5 separate regions of the Mus musculus genome follow, and all the other regions are linked to region 4. Evidence: chromatin contacts called from public promoter capture Hi-C data. All regions are on one chromosome and are shown on one strand. The core of a region is the stretch at or near the end of the contact, and the rest is flanking DNA. Distances in the headings are between cores, read along the strand shown.

Region 1 (5,590 bases), core at 1,950-4,449, 1.2 Mb before region 4:
GCGGTGGGAGCTTGAGGCAGCTGACCGCATTGTATCTGCGCCTCAGAAGCAGAGGCAGGTGCGTGGAAGCGCTTGGTCTGTGTTCTCCTTTCCCTCCGCCCAGGACTCGAGCTTACAGGTAGGGTTGGTCCTCCCACCCCAGTGATCCAGTGATCTAAGCAGTTTCTCACAGGGATGTCCATAAAGAACAGTTGTTTGTTGTACGTCCTTTGCTTGGGGCTGTGTTCTGTTCTCTCAGGATCAAATAGGATGATTGGCAAGAGGAGCAGTGTATTGTGCCTGCATGACTGACTCTTCATACACACTTCAGGAAGTGAATGGTACCCGTGTGTTCTATGGCTGCGTGCTTCCTGGCCTTTCTACCATGAAGTTAACATCTTTCCCTTTGTAGTGTATAAATATCTGTGGGGAAGACACTTAGAAACTATGAAAATTCTGGTCTTCCTCCAACTTGTATTCACAGATCTAACTGGTGTTGTGGTTACTAAAGTTGTCTGTCCAATGGTGGGTTCCTATTTCTGTCTTTCCTTCTACATTTGCTAACTGGAATTCTGTCTTAGGGAAAAGGTGCATTTTTGTCCCCCATTCAGCTGCTTATTTATTATTTATATTACCACAGACACGAGTGAATTTTACTCTGTGGTCACAGTCTACCGTTGCCAGTATTTCTTTTACTTCTCAGATTGTCACCATCCCAGAGAGCTGTCATCAGGTATTGCTCGAGGAAACTTTCTTGCTCCTTTCTTGCCATTGGTGTCCTATTTGAGACGGGCTCAGGTTGCTCATTTGTGAGGCTCCCTCTGCCGAATCGCTGTCACTCAGAGGTGGAAACAGGTCATGCTTCTCTGAGGATTCTCCTGTCCCTGTTCTGTTCCTAGTGGAGACAGAAAATACCTGGGAGAACGTGTCACGACACACTGACATTTAAAGATACCCAGAGTTGACTTTGGGAGAACGTGTCATGACACACTGACATTTAAAGATACCCAGAGTTGACTTGGTGTCAGCCACTCCCCACACTTTCTCATGAGCTCATTTTGCTTCATCCGATTCTGCTTAATGTTCAGTTATTCTTGCTAGCAGTCCCTAGAGACTCCTCTAATCCTCCTGCTGAGTGAGAACTTGTAAACACTCGTTCTGACAGTGCCTGACCCAAGGGTTGGGAAAGCAACGGTTGTCCCGTGTGATTGATACGACCCTCCAGAACAGGCAGTCTGAAGACTGTCACTGACAGTTGTACCAATGGTTCCCAAACTACCTCTTCATCACTTGACTGAGCAGGGAAAAATATCAACCAGGACAGCCTAGAAATGAAAGGGCCCGGGGATCACAAGTGTTTGGAAAGATATAAAAGAGCAATCAAAGAGGCAGTGTAGCAGCCGTTATGTAAAAACTGAAGAATCAACATTCCCTCATGTCAGAGCAACTCCAGAGCAACAGAGGATGACACTAAGGATGCTCTGATCTCCGGGAGTGTTTCCCACAGAGAAAAACATCACATTATTGCATGTGTGAGGTCTCAGAGACCCAGGCAGCACTGCTGAAGGCTATGTGGTACCCAGACTTCTTAGGGCACCGATTTGGGTCTCCAGCTACCTGGTAATTAGAGAGTACAAATGTCACCATTTGTACTTAGTAGATCAGTTAGTAGGCTGCTAGTGCGTACCACTTGGCATAAGGCTAGGGAGTCAATCACATTGCTTTAGGCTTTTAGTACAAATTTGCAGCCTCTCTTTGAGAATCCTTTAATCTTTTTTCTTCACACCATAAGATGAGACAGATGGATGTTAGGAAGGAAGAAGAAAAGAGGCTTCCGAAACACAAGAATAATTTCCAGAGGCTGGAGAGGTGGCTCAGTGGTTAAGAACTCTAGTTGCCCTTCCAGAGGACCTGGGTTCGAGTCCTAGCACTCTCACTACGTGGGCCCACATCTGCTTGGAAGTCCAGCCTCAGGGGATCTGACACCCTCTCCTGCCCTCCAAGGGCACCCACATAGATATACACATACACAGACGTATACACATAAATAAAAGTAGAAGATACAATCTTTTTTATTAAAAAAAAAGTCTCCAAGAAGCTCATTCTGAATAATTCTTAAACAGCATCAGTAGCTATTCATGAACTGGCTACATTATCAGATCCACTCTCTCCTGAAATCTCCTGCAACTTTCCAAGGTGCGCAACACTGTCTTCATCTTATAGCTGCAAGAATGAGAGTTTCCAGAAGCTGTGTGCTCTGCTCAAAACTCCAAGCTCCCGAGTGACAGATGTGGTGCTTGGCCCCTGTGCTGCCTGGCACCAAAGCTTACACAGTGTCCCCCTGCACTGCCTCGCAGCAGGTGGTGAACCCAAGACTGCGCTCTAGTCTTGGGACTCACAGCTGAAGGAACAGCCGGCCACCTCCGAGGGTCATCCCTGCCTGGAAAGAAAGTCCTGTGACTAGCTGTCTGCCTCCCATTGCCAAATCTTCCCTGATGACTTTGCTTTAAACCTTGGCATTTCATTGATTGCAGCTAAAAAAAAAGTTCTCGAACATTGTCAAAGAATTCAAACAATACTGGAGCTTCAAAAGGAAGAGAAAAATCTCCTTAACTACCGTTTCCTAACCCAGCTCTGTTCTGAGTGCAACCACTATTAACTCAGAAACCTTTTCCAGACGTTTCAACATTGTGTGTGCACATACGTGCGTGTGTCTGTGTGCATGTTGGATATTTTACTGACTTCTCACAGTTCAGTAATCTAATGTGTGGTTATTGTTGTTTTCCTAAATCATTGTCCCTTCTAGAATGCCATTTGGAACCCGATAAGGTTGGTATACTTTTAAATTAATCCTAATAGCACCTCACCAAATAAGCACCTACTACTGACTGCTTCCCAGGAGTCCTTGAGTTGTGGGAAGACAGGGCAACTGGCTGATCTCTTTATGGAGATCCCAGAGTCAGGGGGAAGGGCAGACAAGCTGTGGCAAGACACATGCTGTAGTAGAATCACAAGCAACCGGCTGAACTGCCAGGGCGGACAGAGTCCCCAGGCCAGGGAATCACTCATGTGCGGATTGTCTGGTGGCCGAGGGGGAGGGGAGAACGTGGGAGGGGGAAGGCAGGAGGCGGAATGTGGGCCGGGTCAAGTTTAGGATTACATGCACCACAGGGCGGTCTCCAGCCACGCTTTAAATAGCCAGCCCCTTCCCTGGCCCCCTGGAGAATTCTCCGACAAGACCTCAGGCAGAAACTTCACCAAGGTTCGGAATATTCTCTGCTCTTTCTCTCTTTTTCCTGTTTCTGGGCCTCAGAATGTAGGTTGGTGGGATCCATGGATTTACAACCATGATGTCCTCTGGATGGTGTTCTTGGTTCGCTCCTGGGTGTGCAGGTGCAAGCATTTTCTGCTATTCTCTTGACATTCTGAAAGGGGTGGCTCATGACTTAAGGGTGACAGAGGAGGGGTCGAGAATTCTAGTTGGAGAGGAGAATGATTGAGTTTCAGGGTGAATATAGAATTCATCTCTCCACTCAAGCCTCACAGCTGAGTCTACGCCAATGTTCCCACTGTCACAGACCAGCAAACTAAGGCTGCGTTACTCATTAACCTCAGGGGTCAGGCAGGGTGCTAGGGACGGCTGTGGTCTGAACCCGGCATGCCTGAACCCGTGCTTTCTCCACTGCTCCTGAGAAGCACGGGGCTAAGAGGCAGAAGGTTACTGCTTGGTTGCTGGAAGGGGGATGAGGCCAAGTGGGATGGCTTTGCCTCACAGGAAGGCATCCCTGTGATGGTTAGGAAGCGAGGCCAGGATCAGCATGAGGCCGAGAAGATCAGGTCAGTCAGGTGAGAAACAACACCTTGACTTTCACCTTCTTGTCCACAGCGAATTTGGATCCCACTCCCCAGCTTGTCAAATAATCAGAGATGTCTTCTATTCCTGGCCCTTTGGGCTGACTTTTCTGGTCCCTAGGGTTGCAGATAGAACCTAAGGGAAGTCTCTGGCTTGGAGAGGTTTCTGGTGAGAAGGTTCCATACTCTGAACTTGTTTGGGGGTTCGGAGAAAGCCCACCTGCTTAGTTCTCTACAAAGAGGCCACTCTAAATCAACCACAGGGCCTGAGTTACACAGTCTGAGCACCCAGGAATCACCTTAAGTTTATGTTATAGATCAAGTCCTTGGAGAAGCTGGGCCATTAGACCTTGTCTCAAAACAAACAAACAAACAAACAAACAAACAAACACAAAAACTAAAACAAAGACCTAAACAAGAGGAGCCATTGCACAAAGCGAGGAAGGAGTCACTAACATTAAGTGTGTTGATAAACCAAGGCAGCGAACAAGAGCTCATTGGTAGAACCAAAAGAGCAGTAAGTGCAGAGTGACTTCAAGTCTCCATACGATTGACTACCTAGGTGGCAACAGTGACTTGACTTAACAGAGCAGCGGCTGCAGGTATTTTATGTACCATCATTTTCTCAACAATGACAGGGTTGGTGTAGGAATTAAATGACCATGTGTGCAATGCTTAGTCCAGGGTAGCTGCTCATTAAGTTTAAAACACATCCGAATTTATTCTCAGTCTCAGTCTCAGTCTAGGATAGGGTGTTTCTAAGGTAGGGCTTCCTTTTCACGCCATCATCTTGGTTGTAACAGATTTTGATACCACTAGTGACAAAGAGAGGAAGGGAGCAGGGGAGGGAGGGAAGAAGGGCGGAGGTGGGAGAGAGGGGGAAGGGAGAGGAGAGGAGGCTAGGGAGGGAGAGGGGGAGACGTTTTTTCCATGTATGCCGATTCACTAGGAAATGGAGGGAGAAGAATGAGTTCCTGGACAGCTCAGCTCTCCCAGTCCAGTTCCGGGTTCCATCCAACACCCCTCAGAAGACATTTCTTTGAACAAAACGGTGAAGATATAGATAAGGAAAACATCCCTATGATGCAGTCACTAGGAAAGAAACATCTTGGTGTATGTCCCAATCTTTCAATGCGTGTAGCTATTCTGTAAAGTGTCTGTCAAGCCTGATTATTCTGTTCATACTAATCTCACTTCCTATAGCACGAACACCCTTTGGTTTCAATATACATCTTCCTGTAACAATTTTAATGGTTGGATAGAAGCTCATAATACATCTACCATAACTTAGTCCCTCACCTTCCATTTTTAGCATATACTTTCCAATTTTTTTTTTGTTGCAATCAACATTTTTAATATCAGCTCTTTCCCCACGACCACAGTTAGTGTAGTTCCTGCAAGGGACATCCATGGTCTTGAGAATATGTCAACTGCCATCCTCTGGGTAGTCCCAGCCTATTACAGGATTGCACTGCTTTTTAATATGCCACAGTTGTGAGAAGCAAGTGGGAGGTGCAGACACCTGCATACTATGTGAATCCAGAGAGCATGCGTCAGGGGAGCATGCGTCCCCTTCTGTGCCAATGCTTTCTTTTAAGTGTGAAGGGAACAGGCAATCCTAGGAGCTCCTCCCCAGCTCTGCCAGTGGGGGGCGCTAAGGAGGAATGGTTCAGAGGATAGGGAAGGAGGTCACCCTTTTCCAGGGAATTTTCTGAAGGGAGGAGGTTGTTCCCTGTGGGCTTCCCACCAGTGACAGAGC
Region 2 (5,165 bases), core at 1,761-4,260, 1.3 Mb before region 4:
CTCAGGAGCTGACTGTGATCATGAATGTTTCCCACGGCCAGTTTATAAAGGCAAAACCCACAATGAGCTCATGTGTAGGTGCAGGAATCACTGCCTGGTGCTCAGCTCCGACTCAAGTTATTTTGGCTGGCTAGTCAGAACAGTTCTAACTGACCTTTATTTTGATTGGTCCAAAGTGGAGCTTATGGTTCTAGGATTTCTTAATATTAATTAACAAACCTCAAAACATAACAGGCTATATGGTCAGATTGACCTGCTCCGAGTCAAGCTATTTTTCTGTGTCAGTAACAATATGAAACAACTGGCAGGCATGGAACAAAATGGCTGGGGGAGCAGGCTTCAATATGTGTGTGTGTGTGTGTGTTTGTGTGTGTGTGTGTGTGTGTGTGTGTAATGACAGGTAAGGATTTCACACCCTAGTCACAATTTGTGCTACTCCTTTGAGCCTTGTGAAAGCTAGCATCAGGGGGTTCTGCTCTAGCAGACCTTATCATGAATAATGTAAACACACACACACACACACACACACACACACATGTTCTTGTGTTTCCAGGCTGGTCTCCAATTCCTGGCCTTAAAGTAATCTTCCATATCACCCTCAGGAGTAGCTGGATCTATAGGCATGTGTACTTGTTTATTAATAAGCATTTGCTTATTTTTGTTGTTTGTTTCCTTCCAAAACTCACCAAGGCTTTGTCCTTCATTTCTGTGGGACCCTCAGGGTCTAGGACAATGTCTGCCATCTACTAGTAACAAAAAGCATTTCTGGGGCCAGTGAGATGACTTAGTGGGTAAAGGGGCTTACCACCAAGCCTGACCTGAGATTGGTCTCCAAGACACAAAAGGAGAGAACTGTCTGCTGTCCTTTGACCTCCACGTGTGCACTGTGGCACACAAACGAGTGTATAAAAATAATATGTGTATGTGTGTGTGTATGTATATATATATATATGAGAATTGATTCATCTTATTTGATGTGTGTGACTGTTTTGCCTACATATATGTATGTGTACCATGCGCAAGCCTGGTACTCCAGGAGGTCAGAAAGAGGGCATTAGATGCCATGGACCAGGCTCAGTCAGCCCCCCTCAATCCGTGGGAAATCAGGGGTTCTGGCAGGTGGGCATGGAGTTGGCGAGAATTGGAGAATTGACAAACAGACACATACACAAGGGAGTGCTGTATCTGGATGTAATTTTTCACAAGGCTTATAAAATATAATACAGAAAACAAAGGAGTAGGGTGTCACAACAGGCAAAGTACACTGAAGTATTTGACACAAAACAGAGGAATGACTTCAAAGGACTGACAGGAACCAGGTAATGTTTACAGTAAAGATAAAACAGCCCTGCCTAGGGTCAGCTAATGACAGGTAAGGATTTCACACCCTAGTCACAATTTGTGCTACTCCTTTGAGCCTTGTGAAAGCTAGCACCAGGGAGTTCTGCTCTAGCAGACCTTATCATGAATAATGCAACAACACAACCCCCCTTTTTCCTAGGCCTTGGTAAATACTTGCATATGAGAGTAACTTGGCTGTAATGAAGATTCTAAGTATACTTTGCTAAGCTTGCCCTGAGATTTCTAACTCTTATCCAGTAAAATACTGTAAGAAAGTATGCAAGACCCTCCACAATATTGCAGGGACAAATCTGGGGCATTCTAGCTATGGGAATGCCAAGGTTCCAGGAGGCTAAGTTTCCTTGAAACTCTTTGCCTTGTGACTGCTTCCAGGCTTTTAGGCCTGCCAAGCCAGTCACTACTGGAGTGGACATAGCACTGGATCCCCTGGATCTAGAGTTACAGATAGTTGTGAGCTGCTATGTGGGTGTTGGGAATTGAACCCAGGTACTTGGCAAAAACAAATGCTCTTAGCTGCTGAGCCATCTCTCTAGTCCCCAGTGGGGGGGAGAGGGGGAATTAAACAGTATATATATTTTTAAACAAGTGACATCCTGGCCCTTTCACCTTACACAGTCACAGGCTTTAGCAGACTTGACATTTCTGTCTCAGCTGTGTGAGGACCTTCTGCAGAGATTTAAAGACTGCCATGTCCTGTCGGTGTTAGTGATAAAAGAAAGGCATATATGATGTGAGCAGGTCTTAGCCTAGCACCTCGCTGTCTTATCCAGTCACTAAGGAGCAAGGGATTCTAGGAAAACTTGGGAGAGAGTTCAGAAGGTAGAGAACTGGACGAAGTAAAACCATGAAGACTGAGTATAAATGTGGAAGAGATAGGAAATCCTGCCTGAAGCACAGATAATTGGTGATTTATGAGTCTGTGTAAAATTATATAATAGGAAGTCAGGTGTGGTATTGCACTCCTTTAATTCCCGGCACTAGGGAGGCAGAGGCATAGTTCAAGGCCAGCCTGGTCTACAGAGTGAGTTCCAGGAAAGCCAGGGCTACACAGAGAAGCCCTGTGAAACACAAACAATATAAATAAACACATAAAAATACATATTTAAATGTATTTACTTTTTGTATATTATAAAGCATCAGTTCTTACATTGGTTCAGTACTGTTTTGAAGAATTGCATGACATGTGCATGGCTTTGTTTTTATGACATCCTTATTTATATAAACAATGCAGGATCCAGGAGTTTATGTAACTCACTTGTGTGTTGATGGTTCACCTACCTAATACAAAGCACAGATCAGATCTACCTCTGCCCTGACACTCCTTTCAGCCAAAAAAAGTGCTTTCTTTGGTTTGACAATGTTTTTGTGACTTATTTGTCGTGTGACCTATGTCACCTGTAAATAGAGTAATAGTCCTTAACTCATAGAGATGAAGAAATAACAGACAGAAAGCGCCTTTCCATTCTGCCACACTTTATAGCAGCATCGAACCCAGGAAGAGGAAATAGCCAGCTCCATAGTTTTCTTTTTCTTTTTTCCCTAAGCTTCCAGCAGACCCTTCTCAACGGACTCCTTCAGAGGTTAATAATAAAGGTGCAGGTAGCTCCACCTCCTAACTGGAATTTCTTCCGTTCGTCCTCTTCCGGTTAGCGAAGGAAGGATCACATTTCTCAGGACAAAGGCATTTCACTAATGGTTTAGCTTCCTCATCTTTTCCACCCCAAAGCTGGCGACCCAGTGCGTTCTCTCTGGAAGATGGCAGTCTCTGGGCGCGAGAGGTTCCCCGAAGCTTCACAGACCCAAGAGCCCAGGACTACAACTCCCAGAATCCTTCGCTCCAGCGTGCGCGTGCGTCGTAGTGGCTAAGAGGGGTGGAGAGGAGGTGTCCACCGTCGTGGGTTCCCCGTGCAGGTCTTCTGTTGTCGCGCTCTCTACTCTGGGAGTTTCGGTGCTTTTAGCACCGGTCCAGGGACAGGAGGAACTAGTGCTGGGCCTTCGGCAGCACTAGTCTTGAACAGACAGTCTTGAACAGGCCAGTGCCCCAAGGGTTAGGCTGTCAGTGAGCGCAGGCTGTGCCCGGGTCCAGCTCCTTCCTGGTCCTTCCTTAGGAACAGACCTGGAGAGGCGCGGAGGGGAAGAGTGCGAGGCTTGCGGGACATCTACCAGGCCCAGTCCGAATTTCCAGGAAGCTCCCGAGAAGCTGTCCTCCTGACGTGTGAGGAGACCTGGTCGAACCCAGGCTGGCTATGAAGAGCGACGCCTCGACGTCTGCAGCCCCTTTGAAAGGGCTCGTGGGCCCTCTGCGGAGCAGCGAGCCCGCGCTCGCCCTCCCCGCTGTGTCCCCCGCGGTGCACCTGCTGGAAGAGGCGTCCGACCTGTTGGTGGTGCACCTGGACTTCCATGCCGCACTAGAGACTTGCGAACGAGCCTGGCAGAGCCTGGCGGAGGAGCCCGTGAGTGGCACGTACGTGCTGAGCTATGTTCCGTTCTGGATCCTTTTGGGGAGGAACTCGGGTCTCTGAATATCTGGCATTGTGAGACTGCGCCAACCACACACCTTGCTTTCCCTAAGGGATCCTCTTTGAGAGAGGCTGGTTGCTCATCCTGCACCCGTGAGACTGTACAATGAAGTCAAATCATGCAACAATTTGGAGGGACGCCACAGTCAATTCTTGGCTCACCTTTTCAGTGCAGGACAGGGTAGATGTCTTTTAAGTGTTCAGTCGTGAGGAGGTTCAGTAAGCAGGTAGCAGCCTTCTTTGGGAACACACCTCCTATTTAACCTAGCCTTGGCAGGTTATAGAAAATGGGGGGTAGAGCGGGGTGTCAAGGCAAGAAGCACACTGTTCTGGTCCTGTTGCAGGACTGAGTGAATTATCTTTAGATTGCTCTGTCTAATGCATTGGCCTCCTCTGACAGCTGGAGGGCACCATTTCTCTGTGGAGTAAACCTTCCTAAGAGCTGTGTGAGGCCACGCTAATGGCGGGAGTAGTCAGAATAGTTAACTGAAGAAAAGCAAACACTAGAGAGACTTGACTGTGGTTTTAGAGGGATGAAGGTTGCACACCCGAATGTTGAGGGCTTTGCTTATGCCCATTGGATGTAATTTTATAGGGTTTTGTTTTTCGTCTTCATATTGAGACAGGGTTTCTCTGTGTAGCTCTGACCTGCAACTCACTGTGTAGACCTGCCTGGACTCGAACCCAGAGATCCACCTGCCTGTGCCTCTCAAATGCTGGGATTAGAGGCATGTGCCACCACTGCCCGGCTGGACATAGACAATTCTAAAAGACCAGTTAAGCTCCTATAGGAGCACCCAGCCAGAAGCCTCACCCCATGCCCTTTTCACAGTCAGCACACACTTAACTCCCACTCTCCGCCAGTGAGCACGTGCATGTTCACGGTGTGCTGTTCCCACAAGGTTACCTTTCTGTTTGTTCAGTTCTCATTCCACTTGGCTGCAGAGATGTGCGTTGGGCCATAGCTCGTGTGCCTCTAAGAGGTTTCCAGAACTTAACTCCAGGGTGGAAGGGCAGCCCAAGAGACCAGTGGTGAGGCCTGGGCCAATAAATAACAGAAAAGGTAAAGGTGAGCAGCCTCTGGGTCGGACGCTGGCTTCCTGTCCCAGCGTGGAAGACGGAGTGGAGAGAGGGGAAACAGCCTGAACCTGACTTGTGTTTTCTCTTGTCAGCATTGTGGAGGTGAAATGCTCCCTGTGTGTGGTGGGGATCCAGGCTCTGGCAGAAATGGATCGATGGAGAGAAGCCCTGTCCTGGGTCCTCCGGTACTACCAGGTTCCTGAA
Region 3 (5,609 bases), core at 2,665-5,164, 1.2 Mb before region 4:
AGGGCACAGGGGTGGTGGTGGTGGTGGTGGTAGGAGTAGTGGTGGTGGTGGTGTGTGTGTCAGGAGGGACAGGGGTGGTGGGGGACCTCTGCTGAGGGAGATCAAACTCACAGACTTAAAAAGATAATTATTTATTCTTGACTCTATGCAAACCAAAGACATTTGGAGTACAAAAATATCAACATTCAGAGAAGAAAGCAGAGAAGAGCTGTGGAGACGGGGGGGGGGGGGGGTGGTGGTGGTGGTGGTGTCACAAGATAGAACATACAGAAATGACCTTGGTAAAGAATTACTAAAACTTTATTAGCCGTTGCTTTCCTTAAAACAACAAACTTTCCTCTCCGTGCTACAGAGTCTACGCTTCTTACGAACGTTGCTGTCCTGGCCTCTGATGTGACTTGTCTCTGAAGTAACTTTCCCCATCAGGGAAGAGACTACTCTGTCTCACCAGGTCAGTCAGCAACTTCTTCTGTGACAAGTTTTTGAGCGAGGTGGTTAGGCATGACCTCTCGTGCTGTTATTTAACTTTACAAAAAGCTAGATCTTCTGCCAGTGGGGATTCCAATAACACCGACATCACTCCAAGTCGGCAGTCCATCACTCCAATGGACCAGCCAGGAGAAGCTCCTGGGACTCAAATTCACTTTTGGAACAAGTATTATTGTGGTTTGAACTTAAATTCTTTCCTCTCTGGCACTGAAAACAAAATAAAACAACAACAAAAACCAAAAACATAAACAACCCCCCCAATTGTATTAGCAGCCTTCAGAAAAAGATATATTACCTCATAATTCTGTTTAATATTTAAAAATTTGAAAGCATATAATACCTATGGGAAAGCTGCACTCATGTCCTTTTCTGTACCCCTAAAAGGGCAGGTTCTCTTTCCCTCTTTCCTTTCTTCTTTCCTTTCTGCGGCAAAGTCTAACGTCGTATACCAGGCTGACCTTTAACTTGAAGCAGCCTTCCCTTCCTACTTCTCCTTCCCAGGTGTGGGCATTGCCGATGTGTGCCACCGCACCCAGCCAGAGTACGCTTTCCAGATGATGTTTCTTCTCTCTGATGCCAGAGTGGGAAATTATTACCACTCAGGCTTTCTCAGCTGCCCCCCGAACATCCTTTCCAGCGGAAAGATCCAGTTCAGGGCACGTGGTTTACCTTCACTACCGTGCTCAGGGGCTGTTCCTCATACCTTGGATTTTGATAACCTCGACTAGAAGACAGCTAGCTGATTTGCAGAACATCTGTCACTTGGGGTTACTCAGATGTTTCTGTGGAAGCAATCAGGGCAAAGGTCGGTGACAGGAGAGTAACAGGAGGGAGCTGTGTCCCTTTCTGTTCACGACATCCTGTTACATTCTGTTCCTCGGAGTGACTGCAGCTGTGCAGACACCAGTGATCTCCACTGCTGCGGGAAGGACACGGCTGGCTTTGTGACTACTTAGTGTTTACACCACTTGCTTTATCTGCAGCCACAACGTAGCATGACATGCGGGATGCTGCCGGTCATTGGTGTGTGTTCCTGGGAAAGTCCTTGGACGCTGTGTAAAATACCCAAGCCTCCCCCACTCTCAGTTTACTCAATTATTCACTTGCATTGGTACAGAAAACCATCTTCTGACTTCCCTCCTATTCTTTGAGCATTTGCCTTTCGGCAGAAAGGGGTCTGCTTAGGTTCCTCTTGTGCTTTTCTTTGCCCCAATCCGGGAAACACCATCTCCCTAAGCATCTCTGGTTTCTTTTGTTTGAGAATAACCACTAGAAGCCAGAAGCCATGTTGCCTCTGAGTGTCATCCATCCATGCACTCTCAGTGGGGCAAGCTAGGGAATGTACGCACACATACACACGCACCCCTCTCTAACTACTCACCGAGAACCACGGATCTATGCGAACCCAGAGCTGCAGGTCTTGGGTCCCATTCTTCACCTTCAACTCTATTCCGGGGCAATTTCAAGCAAGTGACCAGTTCTAAACTGTTGTGGATTTGCTCACTTAATTCTGCTTCTGGGCATAACTAGTCTCTCAGCTCTACCAGTGCCCTCTCACGTGGACCCATTCCTCACCCTGCCCGTGTCTCCTCAACACATGGAACCCCACTCCAGTTCTCTAGGCTCTGAGGCCCAGGCGAGCCACATCTGCTCTATATATGAATGGATTCTCTAACTAGAGTAGGTTCTGACATGGGTGGTGGGCATATTGTCTCTCCACCAAACCACCATCCTGGGTCACTGTGGGGCACTGCTGGAATCTACTTCAGGAATGCTTACCAGCTCAGTCTACCACCTGGTTAGAGCCCTGAACTTTTCTGAAAGGCAAGGAGAGACCAGGGGTAAGAGCATGGAGAGTCCTACTAGGAGTTATAATGGGTTCTTGCATCATCTAGGTATCTCCTGTCCATGATTGACACTAGTCCACTCCGTACTGGTACAAATGCCAATCACTTGCTTCACTGAACAAGCAGGGTTGGGAAAAAAAAGTTGCTTGGCTATAAGGAGCTGTTTGCTAATCACCACTGGGAACAAATACAGTTTGTTCCCTAGAACTCTACAGGTACGATATATTGATCAAACTATCACATTTTATAACATCCTCTTTTCATCCTCCCCCCCCCCCCCACCAGTTTTTGATGTTCCTGTTTTTGGATACAACCAAACAGATAGAAGAAGAAGAAGAAGGAGAAGAAGAAGAAGAAGAAGAAGAAGAAGAAGAAGAGGAAGAAGCTGGTCACATAATTGATTGATTTGCAAATGTATTGGAGACTTAATGTATTTGTCCATGATATGTGCAGATGCCACATTGTCTACCTCAACCACTGATCAAGAGACTTTGTTTTACCCTGAGGGCCATACCCCACTTTCTATTTCCAAACATGGACATCTTGGTTTATTTTCAACAGCTGTGTATAACTCATGCTTCACACACACACACACACACACACACACACACACACACACACACACACACACACACACACTATAGGCAGGCAGACATATTTGTATATCTTACGTTGAACTACAATAGCAAAACAGAATATAGACTCTTCCAGATTTCATAAAGTCCTGGTAGCTTTCGATTAGGGGTATGTATCTCTCTGTCATCTTTGTCCAGTGCTGGGGGTAGGGAGTGGAGGACCCCTCTCAGAACAAGCGCATGGGGAAACCTCATTCTGACTAGCCCAGCAGCTAACAGATCCCCCTCTCCCTCAACTTATAGCCTCATATACAAGATACATCTGTAAAGAGCTAGCAAGCATTTCATGTATGTACATCCCAGAGCCTCCAAACCCGGCTCGGCTTAGACTGTATTTGTTCCTCGCAGAGCTGTACCTTCATGGCCACCTCGTGTGCTAACTGCAATGGTCTGCTATTTTCCACAAATGGTGGGACTGGTCAGAGGTCCCGTTAGAATGTTGCTTTCAGCACTTAGCCATTTGTCGTCCTGAGTTAGTCATAACCTCTTTGATAAAATAAAAACATTTTATCCTATAGAATTGGGGTTAAACGTAGAGGCACAAAAGAACATTGTGCAGATAAACTTATCTTCAGTGTTTAAGGATAAGCCTGGCAATTAACAGAGATGAAGTAAATGTTATCGCTGTCTCCTTACCCCCTGGGGACAGCCTCAGCAAGGGAGTTATCTGCTGCTGGCTTTCAGAGCAGAAGGTACAGCAACTGGGAGTATTTCCAATCTTAACATTGCAGATGAAAAAAGAGAGCGTATCCAGGAGTTACCGGGCCAGGTCCGGCTTGTCGTGTCCTGGTGTAGGCGACTGGACTGCGGGTTCTGTAGGGGCGCGTACAACCGCTCCGCCCGCCCGCCCGGTGCCTGAGTTTCGCTTTCCTTTGGATCTAGGGGAAAACGAAAGCTTGGCGGTGAGGGGGGCGTGGCCAGGCGTGCAGAAGGCTTGGCCGGCAGTGCCAGGGCGGCTGTGCCTAGGGGACAGCAGACACTCCTGAGCTGAGAGGCTGGGAGGCAGCAAGACTGCTCTGCTCCGCGGTGCCGCGTCCTCTTCTGTAGCCCTTTGCAGATGCTGCTCGGTCTTCGCTCTTTGGCTTGACTCCGTGCTTGAGGCAAGTTTGGGGCTAACTTTGAAAGTGTCCTTTATCCGCCAGAACTTTGCTTATACATCTCCAGATGATTAGGAATTTCCTTGGGTTCTGCAAATAGTGGCGGTCTGTATTCTTGGCATGTATATACTGGGCCAATGGATTTGCTTCCCAAGCATTTATATTATTCAGACTGTAGTCGTGATTTATGTTTAATTTAAAAAAGTAATTACCAAAGTGGCTTGTTAAAAATTCAAACAATGCAGACAGATGTGTAGAGTTGTTTCTCTTAATTTGCAACTCAGTATCATTTTTATGTATACTTTATCAGAAACATTTCTAATGGATATCTTTAACATTGCTCTGTGTCTTGCTTCTTGTTCTGTGCCTTTCTAGACCAGTATTTTAACTGATGCGTTGTATGAGAAGTGCGGATTTAGTTAAATAATTCATGGACATTTAGGTTCGGTCCTGTTTTTCCTGGGATAGACGTTTTATCAACAAATATCATTTTTATGCTCTTGTGCAAATACTCAGTCACACGTTAGGAGAAACTCCTAAAATAGAAACCAGCGGACTGAGAAACCGGAGAGATTTTTGTCCAGTATCATAAGTCAGGGTGCTTTAGACCTGTTCCCTGGCCTGTTTTTCCATCTTCTGTAAAGAAAGCTAAATATACCTTTAAGAAAAAACAACAACAAAAACCAAACAAACAAAAAAACACAACCTCCCCCAACTCCCCTGGAAGTCCAAGTTTGTGGTGTTTCAAAATTACAACTTAACTTCATACTTAATATCTTTAGAATTAACTCAAAAAGTGAGGCAAATATTTCAGAACATTTTTAGAATGTTTCCTGTGAAGTGTCCTTTGTGTGTTTGAATACCGTCACCTCCTTTGTTCATAAGAACTAACTGGGCAGAAAGTGGCGTAGCAGATGAGGTGTATGCTCCCTTCTGACTCACTACGCACTAGCAGAAGACTTTAAAAAGAGAGAGAGCTTTTTGCTTGCTCTCTCTCTCTCTTTTTCTTCTTCTTTTTTCACTCTGGAAAACCGTGCTTCATGGTCTTGGCACTTTTACGCAACATGATGTTTATAAGGAAGAAAATCACGTTGTCTCCCAATTGAGTGTATCATGTGACTGGGCTGTGGCCAGAGCCCCAATGGGCACATGAAAGGTGTATCAGCATCTCCAGGCTGAGGGCATGTCTAAGGACAGGCTAATGCATATCATCCCACACCGGCCAGAGGAGCCCCAAGTAGTGTGTTAGTCTGGGTTTCCTCTGGAGAGATCTGATTTTGTCTGTTACAGCACCATAGCTCAGAAGAGGCGAGCAGATTGTTAAGAATGAAGGCAACGCCCAGAGCAGTAGTTCATACCTTTAGAAATCCCAGGGATTTTAGCCCTAGGAAGGCTGAACGAGGCAGGGGGAGTAGAGTTTGGATCTGGTGTTTCAGCTCACACTTGTAATCACAGCATTGGAGGGGGCCGAGGCAGGAGTTTTGCTGAGACTCTGAGGCTAGCCTAAGCTACATAGTGAGATCCTATTTAAAAACACCTGT
Region 4 (5,821 bases), core at 1,478-3,977:
TTGTGATCACTTCAGGAGTCGCAACGGCTATTTCCATTGCAGTAAAACTACCGCAGTTTTGAAGTAGCAATGAAATGATTTTATGGTTGGGGGTCACCACAACATGAGGAACTGTGTTAACGGGTTCCAGTATTGGGAAGGTTGAGGACCACTGCCCTAGAACTATAAGCCAAATTAAACCCTTCCCTTAACTTGCTTCACGGCAGGTATTTGGCCACCTTAACATTAGTAGTTCAACTGCCAATGTACATTCTTTATTTTCCTTAATGAAGGGGTCCCCATAGTGAGTTTGGAGCCAGGGTTGTCTAGTGACAGCCTGATGTCACTATCCATTGTCACCTCTCTGATCCCGAGATTGTTTTAACAGTCAAACTTGGAAGAACACAAAACTTTAGTAAAACGGATAGGCACTTGCGAGGTTCCACACACTACAGCCTCAGGGGGGATAGGGGTAGATTGTAGCTTTTGTGTCTAAGGCAATTTGGAGAAGGGGAAAGGAAATACTGGAAAACATTAAAAACACCAGCCTGGCATTTGTTACTATGATGTCGGAAAGTCCTTTCTACAAACCTAAACTGCACAAATACACAGCACATGGCTCTAAAATACACATGTACAGATATTTTTGGAGGCTCCATACTCTTTAACAATCTTAATATGACAAGCAAGAAAATGCCAAGTGAAGACAGTTTCTCTACTTAACCTTACTCAGCTTCTCTTGGAACAACTGTATGTCAGCACAGCTAACGGTTTTTCCCTCACATTTCAAAATAACGTAATGACTATAATTTTTTCAGCTTTTAATGTTTATGACTTGGATTACAGAATACTGTGAACTCACCTGCCAGAAGTTTCTCTAGGAATCCATAGTATTAAAGTGCTCACAGCGACTCACAATAAAACCCGTCCTCTCACTCTTCACATAAAATCGTAGTCCTTCCTCCACCCACTTTTCTCCCAGGTTACGATGCTATGCCCTGAATAAAGTGACTCCTGCTTCTTTCTCTGAGTGAAGAACCTATTCCTTGCCTTCGGTCCCTCCTGCCTCAATCTTCAGGGCCCAGCAGTTCAATGGCCAAAGAGGAAATGGGGGGTAAGGGGGAGAGATAACTTTGTCATTCTAACCCCCCATGCAACTACTGAAGTGTATATTCAACAGGGGCTCAATTTTTTTTTCTCCATAAAACTTGTCCAGTATAAACTAACAGAAGCCAGATGGTAGCTGGTGGGCATCGGGCAACAGGCTAAATGTAGGTTAGGCACCGAGCTCTTTATGAGATGTAAAAAGAAAGAGGACCCAGGCGGTTCTTGACTGGGTTGACTGGGTGACTGTCTAGCTCGTAGCTTTTTTTTTTGTCAGAATCGGACAAAACACTCCCCAACACATGGACTCTAGTACCTTAAGGAGCTACCAGAAAACGGAGATGAAAATAGTTTGACAAACTAAGAAGCAATGACACGAGGGACTAGAAGAGACCTACTATAAAAGACTAACAATGGTTTGGGTTACAACTGACTGAAATGTCCTTGTTTTCTTCCAAGTATCTTTAAATATATATTATCAACTGTTTTAAAACAGAAGAAATAACCTCCAACGTACCCGTTATGAAGGAGAAGAGACTTAAATGGCACTTAAATCTTTGGGATTTTGGTTAATGATTTAAGAATGTCTAGGAAAAAAAAAAGCCAAACAACGAAAAACTCTCCATATTCAACTGATATACTTTCCACATAGATTTGGAATTTAACCCAACTTCAGGCATTGGGAAAACTGCAGGCAATTGTTGGGAAAATAGCACTGAAAATTCACATTCAAGGTATATACAGGTTGGTTAGTAAAAAACCTCATTGATTTAACACTCCGTCTCTATTCATGAATTACAGGGATTACAAACCTGGGATGAGAAACAATAAATTAATAGGACTTAAGTTGTTCTCTATCCGGATGTGGGGGATCTACTCTAGTCAAACATTCAATTTGGTAACCTTCTTCCTTCTTGTTCCAAAGGTTGTTAAAGAAAAAGAAAATAGAAACAGCCGATCGCTACTCTAAATTGTACTCCTTGGGATGGACGTAGTAACATCAGGGTGAGGCTCGTAGCATCCTCCTGCCTCGGTCACGTCAAATTCTTCAGAGGAAACAAGGACAGTGGCGACAACCACACCCCTGAGGACAGCCGAGCAGCCGGCAGGTTTTACTCTAAGCAGCATTCCCAAGCTTACCACACCCCCTCGGCGACACGGGCAACCAGCCTAATTTCCACGCCGCGACCGCCGCCTCACGCCCCCTCCCGCAGGCAGCCGACTCTCAGCTTCCGCCGACTGTGGTACCCAGCGACCACCGGCCTCCGGCGCCCGCCCCCGCGCAGCGCCGCGCCGCGCCGAGTCCGCTCCCGCCGCCGCCGCCGCCGCCGAGCTCGGCTCCGGGTCGCCGGCCGAAGCCTCAGGCTCGAGGGCGCGCCCCCGGCCCACGCCCCCGCCGCCGCCGCCGCCCCGGGCGGCCCGCTGCTCACCTGGCCGCCGGCTCCTCCCTCGCCTGCCCGGCCGGCCGCCGCCTAGGAGCAAGCGCGGGCCGCGGGAAGTCCGCTGAGGAGGGGGAGGGGGCGGGATGCCGGGAGCCGCCTCCTTTCTCCTCGCCGCCGGCTCCCGCAGCCAGGCCGCGCGTCCTCACCCACTCGCCCACTTTCTCACGGCCTCGCGGTCGGCCGGCCTCTCCCTCCCTCCCCCCTCCCCCCGACGCCCGCACTCCCGTTCCTACACACTCGCTCACACCCGGCCGCCGCTCGCTCCCTCCCTCACTCGCCTGTCGCTCGACCGCGCGCGCGCGCGACCCCGCTCTCTCTCTCTCACACACACGCACTCACACACACACACTCACACACAGCGCACGACGCCGGCGAGGCCGCCCCGCGTCCCCCAGACCGAGGCGCCGCGCGCCCCCCGCCCGAGCCGAGGACCCGCGCGGCCCCGCCCCCGAGCGCCGCACTCGCGGGCGGGGGGCGGCGGCGGGCGGGGGGCGGGGCGGCGAGCGCGCTCGGCCGACTCCTGACACCTGCGAGGAGACCGCCCCGCCGCCGGAGGGGTAGCCGCGGGGCGCGCGCTCGCGAAGGGGAGGCACGCGGGCGCTCCAAGGACGCGCGCCTCGCCGCTCCACCCCCACCCCCCAAACCGTCCTCTCGGAGCCTGGAAAACGGGTAGGGGGCGAGGTTTGTTCCGCTCGGCACCGCGAGAGTAGGCCCTGCCGTTGTGCGCCCTCCCGCCCCGCGCAGCCCCTCCTTGGGCTGCGGCCGTGAGCGCTTTGATGCCCGCCGACCCCTCCGAGCCTCCGGCCGCGAGGTCTGGCCAGGGTACTCGCGCTGCCCGCTAAGGGGGCCAGCCACCCTCCCTCCCTAGCGTCCTGCCTCACCAGAAGGCAGAGATTTGGGGACAAAGATGATGGTAACTGTAATAGTCCGGATCTGCGATCGCACCGAAGACAATACCTCTGTATGGAAAGGCGCGTTAACTGCAGCCTCAGGCGAGCTTGGTACACTAAGGGAGGCTGAGGCAGGAGGATCACAGGCAGGCGATCCGATGCCTCAAAAATAAGCGATATGATAAATACTATGGGTTGGGCAGGTTCAAAGATAGACAAGGAAGCTAGAGCCAGCTTGGCGAGTTGATGTCAGAATAAACATCATATATTTTAGGAGCATTTCCTACATCCTGAAACCTAACAAATCGTCCAAAGAAGAGGCGAAACATTTGACCACAGTCCACTACTTAAGTCCCTTCTCTACACCATGAGTGAAGCCTTTACAATGAAAATGCATTCCTAAATAACTTCAGACATCAGATATGAGCTACAATTCAAACATGTTGTACCCCGTGTCAAGTCATAGCTACTGATTTCAGATCCCGAAGACCAGCAGCGCAGGTGGTTTTCTGTGGGTCACCACCCTTTCACAGAGGTCACCTAAGACCATGGAAAACAGATATTTGCATTACGATTCATAACCGTAGCAAAATTACAGTTAGGAATTAACAGTTGGGGGGGGGGTCATCATAATATCAGGAACTGTATTAAAGCATTAGGAAGGTTGAGAACCACTGGTCTAGAGGGTGGGTGAAATAATTGCTCGAAGGATAAGGCACCTGTACACCTCTGCCAAGCCAGAAGACCACTTCCCACAAGTGTGTTCTAGCTCTACCTCTGTCTCCCCACGTGTGAATACAGAGATTGTATAAATTTTAAGAGCTATACAACAACCTAGGATTGGATGACTGTTCCTGTTACCTCTGTGGTCTTCTGAAGAAAATTCGCCTCCCTAGTGACGCTAAAAGGGAGTTGCCTGCTGTATTAGGGTTCTCTAGAGTTAGAGAATTTATGAACGTCTCTCTATATTGAATTTATTGTGATGACTTACAGTCTGTAGTCCCGACAATGGCCAGCTGTGAATGGCAGTCTAGTTAAGAGTTGCTTGGTCCCACGAGGCTAGTTGTTTAAGCTGGTCTCCTGTAGAAGAAGATTCCAACAGACGTGTTGGCAAGAAAAGTGAATCTTCCTTCTTCCAAAGTCCTTATGTAGACCTCCAGCAGAAGGTGTGGCCCACCCAGATTAAGGTGTACACCACCAGGCCTGGATCTGGGACTTGCTTTGTCCCGGGCTGATCTCCTTGCCTCAATCTCTTGGGATTAAAGGTGTGTACTACCTTGCCTAAACCTGAGTTTTTCCTGGCTACTTTACCTCAGGATCTCCATGTCAAGATCCAGATCAGAAACCTGTGTCTTCCAGCCTCAAGATCTGGATCATGCCGGGCGGTGGCGGCACACGCCTTTGATCCCAGCACTTGGGAGGCAGAGGCAGGTGGATTTCTGAGTTCGAGGCCAAGCCTGGTCTACAGAGTGAGTTCCAGGACAGCCAGGGCTACACAGAGAAACCCTGTCTTGGGGAAAAAAAAATCTGGATCACAGGTGTGCCCCCCAATTCTGGATTGTAGTTCATTCCAGCTAGAGTCAAGTTGACGACCAGGAATAGCCAGCACACCTACTTTATTTAGAATTGTCATAAGGAGCTAGTAAGCACAGCAGTTCCTCAATATCCATGGTAACTGGAGCTAGGACTCTTAGGGATATTCAAGTTACATATATGAAATGGTAGGTAGTGCTTGCATAGAACCTACACACTTCCTAAACCATCTCCAGGCAATGCCATCCTGAATTCAACAAATATACAAACGGACAAAACACCTGAACATGTTTCCAGTTGTTTTTAATCTACAGTTGGTGAAGTCCAAAGAAGTCACTGACACGAAGCACCTGCTGATTATGAGTGGCTATGCTATTCTTTGTTATATCATTGAGAGCAACCTAAGCTAACCTTTGTGAAGAGGGTTTGAAGAGGAGCCAACGTGAAGTATGATATACTGCCTTAAGAAACGGGGAAGGAGGCCTGGAGTGAGCTGGGCGGAGCAAACGGGGAAGGAGCTACTCTGATAGCCAGCCCCCTGGGACATAAAGCATGGTCCACCAAAGCCAATGCCTTCTAAAAAGCCTTTTGTGATAGAGAGACACTTGATCACAAATACATGCCACAGACACAATCATGTACACGCACACGAAGAGTTTGGCAGAAAGAGAAGTTGCACAGAGCATGAACAGCGTGTTCTGTTGTAACAGAATCCAACCGATAGTAACCGTATAGCTTCCAGAAAAAGGATGCTGTGCAGGTGAAGCTGTAGCTATGCTATCACCTCACTGGCCACTTGCAATTTTAAAACGCTGCCTTTCATCCACCATATTAGCCTCCCTGCACGAACTGAGTGTATGCAATATTGGTTTA
Region 5 (5,231 bases), core at 876-3,375, 1.9 Mb after region 4:
TCTCTAGCTCCTCTCCACTAGACTTAAGCAGTCAAGTTACTGATAAAGAGGCAGATCTAATCTCTCATTCATATTCTCTCTCTCCCTCTCCACCCCCTCTCTTTTTTTTCCAACCAAACCCACTTTTCTCTTTATTATGTTTTGATTACCTACAATTGTTATAAGAAGTCACATTTAACATCCTACAGAAATGAATCAAGAAACTAGAAAAGTCATTAGTAGCGAAAATCACCTTCCATCCCAAGAGGAATCAGGACGCCCAGCAACACAGGACATGTAAATGCTCCCTAACAACTACTACAGATGTCCCCACAAGCCTCACCTGTAACTTCGGCGATGAATTCTTGGGACCAGTCGGTCTCATTATAATCTTGAGCTACATCCACAGCATCTCCAGCTGCAAGAAACTCCTGGGCCCAATTCTCAGACAAGGCCAAATCTGCCACACCAGGGGCTTAAAAGAGACAAGAGAAGACTAAGAAAAAAAGAAAACAGGTTCCTTCACACTCACTCATGGGCAACACCTCCTTTTTCTCCTCAGCATCTCAGTCCCCCGATGCCAGCAAAACCCAAGGATGGAAGCCCTCTGGCCTCTTCCCGTCTTACCAGGCCCTGAACCCACCTCTCTGAGGAGCCTGGCGAAAGTTTGACTGTTCAATCTCCTGCATCTCTGCCAGGAGGTCATCCATCTTGAAGGTCTGAGGGGCTCGGGATACAAGAGTTGCATTCTGGTCCTGCAGGAATTCTGACACCAACTATTACAGAGAGATGGTCGGATGAACATTAGGATCAGAGGGCCTCAGCCAGAGGCAGGGCCCACTGATGTTGGACAGAGAAACGAAAACTGGAGATAAATAAAGAAAAAAAAAAATCTATCTGTAAATTTGGAAACCAGAAAAATACCCCAAAAAGTAGACGAAAACATTGGCAGGCAATCTCATTTGGTAAAGAGAGTTCAAAGACTGAAGTATGAGTGGACTGATTTAAAAAAAAAAAAAAATCACCACAACCCCCCCCCCCAAAAAAAAAAAAAGACAGAAAAGAAACTTGCTCTGTTTACCTCGTCTTCAGTTCCTACTCCCAAAGGCTTGGAAACCTAAGATAAGAAGGAAAGAGACAATAGCAGGCTACAACCCAACTCTAACTCTACTGCTTAGGTGGCCTGAGGCAAGTCAAGAGCCTTCACAAAGCCTCAGCTTCTTTGTCTATAAAATAGTAGTCCTTGTCTGTGTAAAGCCGCACAAGGCTCACTCCAGTGTTACTGAATGGTGACTGCTATTACTTTAACACAGAGAAAGCAGCTGTCAGGTGGAAGAAATAGGCTCTCCTAGAACACTCACGGTCTCTGCTGCTGAGGCTCCCGGAGGCCAGGGGCCAGGCCTCAGTCCCTCCTGCCGAAGGGCCTTGTCCTGGGTGAAATGGGTGGCCAGCTTCATCAGCGGGTTGGCACCCCCACATTCGCCCTCCACCAGCTCCCGCATTGCCATGGTGACCAGCAGCTTCCCTGATGGACAGAAGATTAGAACTGTGGTCGGGAAGCCAGACTTTCCCAACGCACGCCTCAGGCCCTATCTAGAGCAGATGGGCCCACGACGGCTCCACAAGGGCCAGGCCCCCGGGGCCACCCCCCGAGGTGTGTCTGGAGTCCAAGAGGAGGCTGTGTCCTGCCTTCCCACTCGAAACGCTGCTTTCGGCTCGGGCTTCCCCTCCAGCGGACGGCAGCTCAGACACCACCCGCCAACAGCAGCTCTACAAAAGGGCCTGGACCCCTGGGGAGCACGGGGAGCGCATCATAAACACGGCTAGACCCGAACTCTAACCTGACGAGGGACAGCGGGGACGCCTTCCACCGTACACCGGGACCCACACCCCCGGTCAGGCGCCAGCTGCGGGTCCCGATCCCAGCTCGTGTCACCTGAGCCCCCTCCCCGGCCGCGCCCGTCCCCGCCCAGCGCCCCGCGCCCCCAGCCCCGTCGCCCCAGCCTCGACCCCGTCCCACGAGGCCACCGCAGCGGCGGGGACTTACGGGCCTCGACCCCGCGCCCCCAGGCTCCAATGCTCGCCGTCGCGGGCCGCACCGTCCGACCGGCCGAGGCACCCGGAGTGGGCTGGGGGAAGGGAGGGGGCGGGAGCAAGGGGGCGGGACTCGGCCTTAAAGGGGCCGGGACGGCGGCGCTGCGGCCCAGCTCAACGGAAACGGGTAAAGGGGCGGGGCCTCAAGCTTGCGCAGCGTGATGGGCGGAGCCGAGATCCTTAAAGGAGACAGTCCTGGACAGTTGGATTGGGGAAACCTGCAGTAGTCCCTAGAACGCCAGGATTTATTAGTGGAAAACTCAGAGGACTGGAGCTAGAAGAGGCCTCTCTGGCTTTGGAGAAAAACCAAGGTTTCAGGTTCCACGGTTCAGCTCTCTTTCCTGGTTCTCCTGCACCTCTAAATCGCCCAAACTGAGCCCGGGAGATTTCGGAGGTCAAATCTATGACCTGCTTCGGCCTCCTAGGCCTGACCCCCCTTCCAACAGACGCTCCTTCAGGACAGCGTCACAGCCTCCAAGGAGACAGGGGCCTGCCTCTACCATCTCTGCGTAATGAAGAAAATAGCTCCGGATGATGACAAATTCTGGTGACTAAAATAGGGTCCAACGCATTTTGAGACCTCAATCCTGTAATGGATGGGGAGAGTGCTGTGAGTCACTCCTCTCTCCTCTTTCCTACTGGTCAAGGTCACGATGGCCTGATTCCCTGCAGCTCCAAGTTGGGGAAACGTGGCAAGGAATACCTTTGATCAGGGAATATGAACCTAAGCCTCAGGCTCCACCATCTGCCAGAGAAATGGCTCGGGTGCCAGACCTCAAGGTCACACTGGAAAGCAAACCTTGATAGCTCACCTAGGTCCAAGACCGACGGACTCCTTGACGTCCTGAGAAGGGGAGGGGTTCAGAGTGCTGGTAGGTGGGCTAGGAGGAAACTGGTTCTAGAAAGGCCTGACGTACGTCCCAACCCGGGGTGCGGGAGAAGCAGGTAGTCTGTAGGTGGCGCCCTGGGGCAGGCTTGGTTCTTTGCTGCCCTGATGATTTCAAAGGTAGCCTTCCTCAGGGAACACAGGCAGTGTAAATTCGTCCCTGGGAAAATAGAAATTGCCCTTATAACTGCAGTGGTTGAACAAGGCAGAATATTGTGCAATGTTTCTGTCTTTAGTACACTGTCAGTATCTTTCAGAGGCCCTAACACACACACATACACCCATTCTCCTTGACCACAAATTTCATCCCTGTCCACTGTTTCCAGGCTGCCATTGTAAAGAAAAAAACACCTAGCAACGAATAAACTAAACCACACCAAGGAGGAAAGGATGCCATCTTGGAAGATGAATATGTTAAAACAGGAGAATCTCTGGAGAAAGCAGTGTTTAAGGAAAGCATATGATGGTTTGAATTTCTGGTCATGGGGAAATGGGAGAGCATCTCCCAGAAGCATTCAAAACGCATCACACACATAACCTCCTACTCTGCTAGGAGGTTAGTAACTGATTAGCAGGAATTTACCATGCCAAGATCTTGGGAGAATAATTGAGATAATAACCGATGCTTATGAAATGCATGTTAACCCCCAGGTGTTGCCTTAAGCACTTGGTGAGCATTAGCACTTTTAATCATAATCTTCATAATACTCCTATGAGAAAGCTATTACTAACCTCCTTTTACAAATAAGACTTGCACAAAAATCAAATAGCTAGGAAGTCAGAATCGATGCAAGCAGTTGGCAGCGTGGCTCAGTGGTAGAGGTGTTTATACACAGGCCTAAGGGCCTGAATTTAATCCCTTGGGCCCACAAAGTAGCAGAAAAGTTATTTCCCCTGAGAGTTGTGTACACACACACACCACACATACATCGTATACCGCACACAAATTTAAACAGTGCAAGCACCAGACACCTACAGCCCTGCATCCCAGACTTGGAGAAGTCTTCCTTGTAGACCTTAAAGACCTTTGATATAAGCCAAAGACTTCTTCACAATGCCTGGCCCACAGTCCCAGGGGAAAGGCTAAATTAAGTTATGTGGGTGCTTAATATTTATAATTAGCTCATTAAAGTTTTAAATATGAAACCATATCTTCTTCATCTAAGTTCAAAGTTAAAATCATATTTTACCCATAAAATAAGAAGTTATAAAATAAAGGTAAACATTCCTTAATATTTAGCCAATTCAAGAGGAATAGGCTGAAATCCTCTAATTTTCAGACCCAAGTTACATCACCACAGGCTTGATTTAAACATTTTTCAAATACTGACTTATATGATCCACTTCATAACTATTAATGTCAAGGCATCCCTGTTTAACAGGCGAGGGAACCGAGACAAAAACTGTTGGATCTTGCCTGGGACTGTGATATGGGTTTTAAAAGCTGGGACTTGCATCTAGGCCATTAGCATCAAGCTTTGTAAAGAGCCAATCAATGAACACGTTTGGATCTACACTGTCTGTCCCTGCTTCTCTGTCATTTCACAATAGGGCCATAGAACAAGCATGGCGGTATTCCAGTCAAAGTTCTTGTGAGCAATGAAGATACTGCTTCATTTAACTTCCACGATAAACCATTCTTATAACTTTATTTCAATTGCTTTAAGGGGGGGGACCCCACATGCCCAGCTTTTAGACTGTACGAAAACAGGGCACAGGCTCCGTCGTGCTTTGCTGGCCTCTGACCTAGATAGCCCAGTTCCTGGATCTTATTTTTCACTGTGTAACCAGACTCAAGCTTGCTGCAATTCCCAAGCCTCCACATCCTGTATGCTAGGATCGTGGACATGAGCTGCTGTGCCTGGCTTCAATGGAGAGGGGCATTATGGTGGTTCTCATGTAGCCCAGGCAGGCCTTGAATTCCCGGTCCTAGTTCTCCCTTCTGAGTGCTGGTATTACACACGTGTGACACCACACCCCTTGCTGAGATGAGCTCTGTCCCTGCCGGGATCCCTAGGCTGATTTCCTGACCAATAATGAAATCCACTTCTAGCTTATAACTTAACCAATTTTGTCAATTCTGTGTTCTTTAAGTGCAATTTACATTTACACAATTTCACTTGAACAAACAAATTTCTTTGTACGTTTTCAAGTCCACATTCTTTTCTCTTGGAGGGGGATGCTTTAGTTTGTTCTTGTTCTTGTTCTTACTGTTGTTCTTGTTTTTAAGACCAGAATCCATCAAGACATAGTAGTGCACAACTTTAATCCC

Evidence for each region. Promoter capture Hi-C pulls out the DNA fragments that hold promoters and counts their contacts.
Region 1: a promoter capture Hi-C map of frontonasal cranial neural crest shows a contact between it and region 4. The contact joins the promoter of Slc6a13 here to the promoter of Rimklb in region 4. A contact is called at or near these places in 3 of 39 promoter capture datasets (the 3T3-L1 cell line, cranial neural crest and frontonasal cranial neural crest) and 1 of 115 datasets of contacts at active chromatin or transcription factors (embryonic stem cells).
Region 2: a contact with region 4 is called in a promoter capture Hi-C map of pre-B cells, with 4 times the contacts expected there. The contact joins the promoter of Pex26 here to the promoter of Rimklb in region 4. A contact is called at or near these places in 3 of 39 promoter capture datasets (cranial neural crest, embryonic stem cells and pre-B cells) and 6 of 115 datasets of contacts at active chromatin or transcription factors (astrocytes, embryonic forebrain, embryonic stem cells and 2 more).
Region 3: a contact with region 4 is called in a promoter capture Hi-C map of pre-B cells, with 4 times the contacts expected there. The contact joins the promoter of Usp18 here to the promoter of Rimklb in region 4. A contact is called at or near these places in 3 of 39 promoter capture datasets (cranial neural crest, hippocampal neurons and pre-B cells) and 1 of 115 datasets of contacts at active chromatin or transcription factors (astrocytes).
Region 5: a promoter capture Hi-C map of pre-B cells shows a contact between it and region 4, with 7 times the contacts expected there. The contact joins the promoter of D830015G05Rik here to the promoter of Rimklb in region 4. A contact is called at or near these places in 4 of 39 promoter capture datasets (cranial neural crest, embryonic stem cells, pre-B cells and 1 more), 1 of 484 Hi-C or Micro-C datasets (embryonic stem cells) and 3 of 115 datasets of contacts at active chromatin or transcription factors (astrocytes, embryonic forebrain and embryonic hindbrain).

Annotation. Positions count from the first base shown.
Region 1 is chr6:121,297,089-121,302,678 of GRCm38.p6, forward strand. Slc6a13 (solute carrier family 6 (neurotransmitter transporter, GABA), member 13) reads left to right here and starts at 3,200. Exons shown (of 15, transcript NM_144512.3): 1 at 3,200-3,241.
Region 2 is chr6:121,180,657-121,185,821 of GRCm38.p6, forward strand. It overlaps Pex26 (peroxisomal biogenesis factor 26), which reads left to right and starts at 3,011. Exons shown (of 5, transcript NM_028730.6): 1 at 3,011-3,826; 2 at 5,054-5,165. The coding sequence starts at 3,609.
Region 3 is chr6:121,241,992-121,247,600 of GRCm38.p6, forward strand. It overlaps Usp18 (ubiquitin specific peptidase 18), which reads left to right and starts at 3,915. Exons shown (of 11, transcript NM_011909.2): 1 at 3,915-4,071.
Region 4 is chr6:122,483,578-122,489,398 of GRCm38.p6, forward strand. Rimklb (ribosomal modification protein rimK-like family member B) reads right to left here and starts at 2,728. Exons shown (of 6, transcript NM_027664.1): 1 at 2,514-2,728.
Region 5 is chr6:124,412,947-124,418,177 of GRCm38.p6, forward strand. D830015G05Rik (a long non-coding RNA gene) reads left to right here and starts at 2,126. Exons shown (of 4, transcript XR_378022.4): 1 at 2,126-2,945. It overlaps Pex5 (peroxisomal biogenesis factor 5), which reads right to left and starts at 2,121. Exons shown (of 16, transcript NM_001277805.1): 1 at 2,027-2,121; 2 at 1,341-1,504; 3 at 1,061-1,096; 4 at 623-755; 5 at 323-454. The coding sequence starts at 1,487.